Regions from separate parts of the Sus scrofa genome. Here region 2 is linked to region 1. The links are chromatin contacts, called in public Hi-C maps. All regions are on one chromosome and are shown on one strand. Each heading gives the region's core, a stretch centred on a gene start, on an enhancer-like site or on the middle of the called end of the contact. The rest is flanking DNA. Distances are from core to core; before and after follow the strand shown. Region 1 holds the start of TATDN1 (TatD DNase domain containing 1). Region 2 holds the start of RNF139 (E3 ubiquitin-protein ligase RNF139).

Region 1 (3,145 bases), core at 546-3,045:
CCCAGGCTAGGGGTTGGATGGGAACTGGGACTGTCGGCCTATGCCACAGCCGCAGGAACGCTGAACCCTTTAACCCACTGAGAGAGGCCAGGGATCAAACCTGCATCCTCTTGGATACTAGTCGGGTTGGTAACCCACTGAGCCACAACAGGAACTCCCTCAGATTAAAATTCTTTTTTTTTTTTTTTTGTCTTTTTGCCATTTCTTGGGCCACCCCCGTGGCATATGGAGGTTCTCTGGCTAGGGGTCGAATTGGAGCTGTAGCCACTGGCATACTCCAGAGCCACAGCAAAGCAGGATCCAAGCCGAGTCTGTAACCTACACCACAGCTCACAGCAATGCTGGATCCTTAACCCACTGAGCAAGGCCAGGGATCGAACCCACAACTTCATGGTTCCTAGTCGGATTCGTTAACCACCGAGCCACGATGGGAACTCTATATGTAGAATTCTTGACGGCTCAACTTCCTTCCTTTTTATATAACTGATAATTCTCCATGTTATCTATTTGTTTATAGGTCCATCTTCCCCATTTATCCACTAGTTGCTACAGATGAGAAAGAAGCCTTATAGGCTTATTTATGCATCAGTCAGCATACACCTGGAATGCAAATTCTGTCAGATGAATGAATAAGGAGAAATTAGGGAAGTAATTAATCTTACAACCTTGAACCTGGCCATCTTCCTACTTAGCAAAGAGAAGTAGGTCAATGACTTTACAATAAGCCCATATATGCAATCAAGGATCCTTTCCACAACTCTTCCAGATGTACTCAGTTTCTCATTGTTTAGAGGTTTTTCTCAAAGGCCCTTCTTTGTGGGACAAGGTTTTAGGATTTGGCTAAGGGAGTGGAGGTCTGGCATTCACACATTTTGGGTTGTCACCCCACCATGCATTGCGTGTAGGTCACAAAAATCTGTATGTTTTATGAATATGTTCTATGACTAATCTTAGATGAAGAGAGAGAGATGATGAGAATTCATGCAATGTGAAGATAATAAAAAGGAATGGATGAAGCTAAAACAAGAAAAGCTGATGGGAAGGATAATGATGCTTTGTGGTTAAGACACCTGAGTTTTAATCCTGGCTGGCCACTTACCAGATTCAGGGCCTTGAACAAATTACTCTCTAGCTTCTCTCTCCTCATCTATAAAATAAGGCCAAATAATCCCTAACTCCCAGAGTTGTGAGGACAAGAGAAAATATGCATAGATTATTACTGCTAATATTAGGAACGAGAAGGTCATGAAGAAAACTATTACTTAGTGAACGCCGGAGGCACTTTCTTAATCGACATGCCACCCTCGACACTGGGTCCTGTGTCCATTTTCCTGATCAGAAAAGTGAGGCCTGGGCCAAATAAGCAATTCTTCAAGGTCTCGCGCACCTGCGGGCGACGAAGTCTGCATTCGAACCCGGGTCTACGCGGGGGCTCTGTGGGTCGAGACGTCGCCTTCCACCCCGTTCCCGAAGTCCTTGACACCTCTCTCCCCTCCCCCCGGGTCACTAGGGCCTTTCGGCCTCCGTGGAGGCCTCCGCCTCACCTCCCCGCGCCGTGGGTCCCCCTCTCTCACCTGTGGACGCACCACGACTCCAGGTGGCGCAGCGCCCGCTTATAAAGCCGCAGCACCTTCTGCTGGTGGGTCAGGTAGGCCGCCGGCGCCGAGAAAGCCATGACGGCCCGCTCACCTTCAGCGGCCGCGGGCGCTGCCGGAAAACGAGGGGTGGGGCTTCCCCGGAAGGGCGGGGCGAGCGGCGGCCACTTCCGCTTCCGCCGGGGAGGAGCCAGGGCTGCAGTCATGAGCCGGTTCAAGTTCGTGGGTAAGACTTTTCCTGGATCTTTGGCCTTGCAATCCTCAGGCGTCGCCCACCGCCGCCGGAGGGCCCAGGATGTGAGCTCTCCGGCTCTTTGCGGGTTGAAAGTGCACCCTATGGAAGAGGGCGCGGGGAGGTTTCTGGGTGCTAATAATGTTCAGGATCGCGGTTTGGGTGCTGGCTTCACGGGTGTGCTTATTTGTGGAAATTCACGAGCTGCATTATGATTTATGCTTTTCCCAGCATGCGTTGTATTGAATAAAAAGATAAAAGGAGGCAGAGCTACCAAAAAAACCCCAGAAGGCCAGTCCCTAGCTGACCCTCCATCCCTTCTGCACCTCCCGCCTTTTCCCGTCTCCGCGGTGGAGAGGAGGATAGCTTCGAGGCACCCGTTTATTCGCTAATTCGTGCGTTCATATCGCAGTTACTGAACGACCCTGGTTCGACCCTGGTTTGCCCGGCACCGGCCTAGGAATACAGGCCAGGTCCCTGCTCTGCTGTCATCCCCATCTGGTGGGGAAACTGACGGCATAAATAGCGGGAAGAGAAACAAGTTCTATTACCTGACAAGTACGGTAATCCATTCAGCATGGGTAGAACAAGAGAGGGAAAATGCGACAGAAACTAAAGGAATAAGCATACTTGTATCAGGCATTTACAAGTATGGGACAGTGTGAGAGCTAGGATTGGAAGGGTAACTTGGGACTCGAATGTCTTGATGAGGTTAATTTTACTGTGTATAGAGTAGAGCCTCGCTGAAGACTTTTCACCAGGAGCATTCATTAAGTAAATCATTGAGGGCCAGTACATATTGGGGGCCCTGGGCTATGGGATACAGCAGTGGGTAAAGCTGGGCATGATCCTTGTTTTTGTGAAGTTTCCAGCTACTTGAAGGTGGAAAATGACAGTGATCACATCTCTGCTTTAGTACAGTAATCCTGACAGCTGTTAGGTTTGGTGGGGCGTAGGGAGAGGCAGAGAAGCATTTCAGAGCTTGAACTACGACACCGGAAACGGGAGAGACAAAGAGAAGAGAGATACGTATGCAGCGTTTAGCAGCTGAGTGTTTATGTCAGATAAAGGAGAGAACAGAGATGATTCAGGGTTGGGATAAATAACCTAAATGTGAAATGGAAACGTAATGGGAGTGGCTGGGTGCTACAGCAAGATCCGTTTGGATTCGGTTAAGTTTCAGACTCTTATAGGACCTTTTGGGTAGAGATATTTACTGAGCAATTGGAAATGTCTGGCACTCAGGAGAGTGGTTAAGATTATAAATTTAGATCTGAGAGTTAATTTAAGTGACATTTTTTACAAAGACATTGTACTA
Region 2 (2,984 bases), core at 460-2,959, 69 kb after region 1:
CTAGGCTCTGGCAACCAATTACTTACAGTGTATCAAACGCAAAACACAACCTCTAGGACCCTAAGTTTCCTCATTTGTAAACCACCACCACCCACCCTTCTTTGAGGGATTTTTGTAGTTTGGGTTAGATAACACTAGTGAAAACGCACTGCAAAAGTACCAAACAAAGGCAAAGTGCTGCTATTTACTAAAAGCAAAGCTCACCATTACCACACTTTCTTTTAAAAGGAGGAAAAAACCTGCAACAGATGGCTCCCCATTCAGAAAGGCCTGGTAAGGATCTCACCAGCAGCTCATCCTAGCAACACTTCAAAAGCACTACCCCACTAAAAGCTGACACAAGAATTACCTCATCAACAAAATTCGCCAAGTTTCAATTACTTAAAAAATTCTAAGCATAAACGTTTCTCACTCTGGGAGTGCAAGTGAAGATAGGGAGGGAAGTATAAGATGTTTTTAACATTCCATTCGTACACGACGAAGACAATGATTTTCAGAAGTGTCATCACTTCCTAGCCACGTTTTTATAACCGTTCTCAGTATCTTCCCTATTCGCGGGAAATTTTAGGACTCATTATAAGTACTGCCTGCTTCACGAGGATTTTTGGTAATGGTTTCAAGGTCTGACATTCGAAACCTTGTCTCCTCCGTTTGGATGTCATTTAAATGGCAACATAAGAGTACTCTGCATTTTGGAAACCGGGAAACTGAGGCCCAGGCTTTGGCTCCACGAGCCCAAGGTCACGCACTGCGAGACGGGGCAAAAACAGTTGCTGTTTTTCCAAAGCTGTCGCATAGGACGCGGTAAACCAGTACTCATTTCCCAAGAGAAACAGCAGGCTCAAAGCCGCACGCTCACACATTGATGTTTTCTCCCAGCCCTTAGAGGCAAAAATGAACAGGAGGCTGAGTCGCTGGGAGGACTGCTCCGCTGTCAAGTCTGAGACAAGTGTCATCTCCTCCCCTGGCTTGCAAAGACGCCCCCGGGGGGGGCTGGTGTGTGTACATACACACATACACACACACACACCCTGCGCGCGGCCGCCCGCCCGCTCCCTGCAGCACGTCTCGGCCCAGCGGGCAGTCTCCGGACGCAGGCTACCCAGTCCCCCTTACCAAAGAGCCGGAGGAAGACCTGGAGCCCGAAGCAAAACCGGCTTTGGCTGGAATCGTAGTAGGAGTTGAAGATGGCGTCGATGATGTAAAGGCAGGGCACCCGGAGCGCCACTTCGAGCGCCGCCCAGACCTGCTGATGGGCCATCCGCACCTGCTGCTGCGGGGGCCCCACCGCCGCCATGAGCCGCTGCCACACCGGGGCTGGGCGGGCCCGGCAGGGCCGCGTGGGGCAGGGCCCGGGACGCCGGCTGGGGGCGGAGGCGGGCGACTCCGCCCCGCCCTCCCTCCTCTCGAGTCTTTCTCACGGCCCGCCCCGCCGCCCGCTCGCGTCTCTCGAGCTGGAGCAGGCGGCGGAGGCGGCGGCTGAGGCTGCGGCGGCGGCTTCCGGGAGGCCTCTGGGTGTCGGTGTTTCCGGCCGGCTATCGCCTGGCTCCTCCCCCCTCCACCGCCTCCCCCGCCCGCGGAGCCACCATCTTGACCTCGCCCGCCTGCCTCTGCCGTTGTTGCTGTTGCCAGGCCGGGAGGCTGCGCTCGCGGTTACGCGAGACCGCGGAGCCCGCGCGCCGACGTCGCGTCATAATCCGGCGCTTGGAACGCTCCCCATTCGGTCATCACGCTCGTCGTACCAGACGTCCCTGAGCGTTGCCGCGGTTCCCGCCCACCTCCGCGGCTGCGCCGTCGTCACGGCTTTGGGCGCCACCTGTTGGCGCAGACGCTCTTCCGCAGCCGCGCCCTCTGGCCTCAGAGTGGCCGCGTCACCCACGGCGGTGAAGGCTCAGTGAGGGATTGGGCCGCGGGAGGGAATTATTAGTCGCTCTACTAGAGACCATTAAACGTCCCGTAAACATGATATAGAGCTGCTAGGAAGGAGGAAAGACAAAGGGCGCCGAACGTCAGACCTACCCCACCCCACCCAAAGGCGGGATCCGAGCTGCTGACTCTTCGGGGAAGATGCTGCAAGGCCGTTTGGGGACCTGTTGGAGGCATCGCCGCATGCGCAGTGCTGAGTGGCTGCTGTTTTGGGTTGGGCTGGGTGCGGTAGGCATTACCAAGGAAAGTAGCCCTCGCATCCCTCTGCGCATCAACTTTCCTGTTTCCTACCCGATTGGTTACAACTGCGGACACTTGCTGGCCACATTTTACTAATATCAAGGGCCACTGTAACTTAAGGGCAAGAATTCTGGCCTCTTCGTTTCTAACCTTTGAGGTATGCACGCCCAGGCAGTCCGTTCTTTCTCAGGGCAGAAGAAGCCATTCTTTTTTGTAGGGAATCAGAACATGCCACCCCAAAGTATGCCACTTTGACATGATTATGTTTGAGTTGAAGACAGTTGAGAAACAGAAACAAAAAACTCTCCACCTCAGCACTTAACCGTCCTCCCATTTGCCTAAAAAGCGAACATAAGTTTCCATTTTGTAAAGGTGACTCCCTCTCCTTTACCAAAAGGAAACTTGTAGACTCAGTCACAAGTCTTACCAATCCTTATCTTTATTAGTTTCCCCCACATACTTACCTTACACAAGTTTGCCACCCCTAAAAGCCTAAACTCCTTTTCCTTTGTCTTATCACTTCTCTACAATGCACTGTTCTTTGTTAAGAAGCTTTATAAGCCCCAAATTGTAGCCACCTGAGTTGTCGATCACTTAGTTTCTCCAAGCCTGTATACACCGGAGAAACTTGTTATTCTCCTGTTAATCTCTTTTGTTGGTTTAGTTTTAGGGTCCCAGCAACAAACCTAGGAAGGAAAAGATCTAAATTTGTTGCCTATACATGTAATTAATATAACCTGGCTATCCTTTCTGTTCCTTAACCAGCAGGAGTGTAAGTTAGGTCAGAGTCTTAATTATAAACCAAGACAGATTAAGGG

The links. A called contact is a pair of places that touch in the nucleus more often than the background predicts.
Region 2: a Hi-C map of liver shows a contact between it and region 1, with 3 times the contacts expected there. The contact joins the promoter of RNF139 here to the promoter of TATDN1 in region 1. A contact is called at or near these places in 3 of 5 promoter capture datasets (fetal liver and liver), 23 of 47 Hi-C or Micro-C datasets (alveolar macrophages, blood, brain and 11 more) and 2 of 2 datasets of contacts at active chromatin or transcription factors (alveolar macrophages and skeletal muscle).

The regions. Positions count from the first base shown.
Region 1 is chr4:15,111,551-15,114,695 of Sscrofa11.1, forward strand. It overlaps TATDN1 (TatD DNase domain containing 1), which reads left to right and starts at 1,796. Exons shown (of 12, transcript NM_001244525.1): 1 at 1,796-1,821. The coding sequence starts at 1,800. It overlaps NDUFB9 (NADH dehydrogenase [ubiquinone] 1 beta subcomplex subunit 9), which reads right to left and starts at 1,731. Exons shown (of 4, transcript XM_013996497.1): 1 at 1,575-1,731. The coding sequence starts at 1,675.
Region 2 is chr4:15,180,811-15,183,794 of Sscrofa11.1, forward strand. It overlaps RNF139 (E3 ubiquitin-protein ligase RNF139), which reads right to left and starts at 1,710. Exons shown (of 2, transcript XM_001927531.7): 1 at 1,117-1,710. The coding sequence starts at 1,297. All of the region lies in intron 1 of TRMT12 (tRNA wybutosine-synthesizing protein 2 homolog), which reads right to left.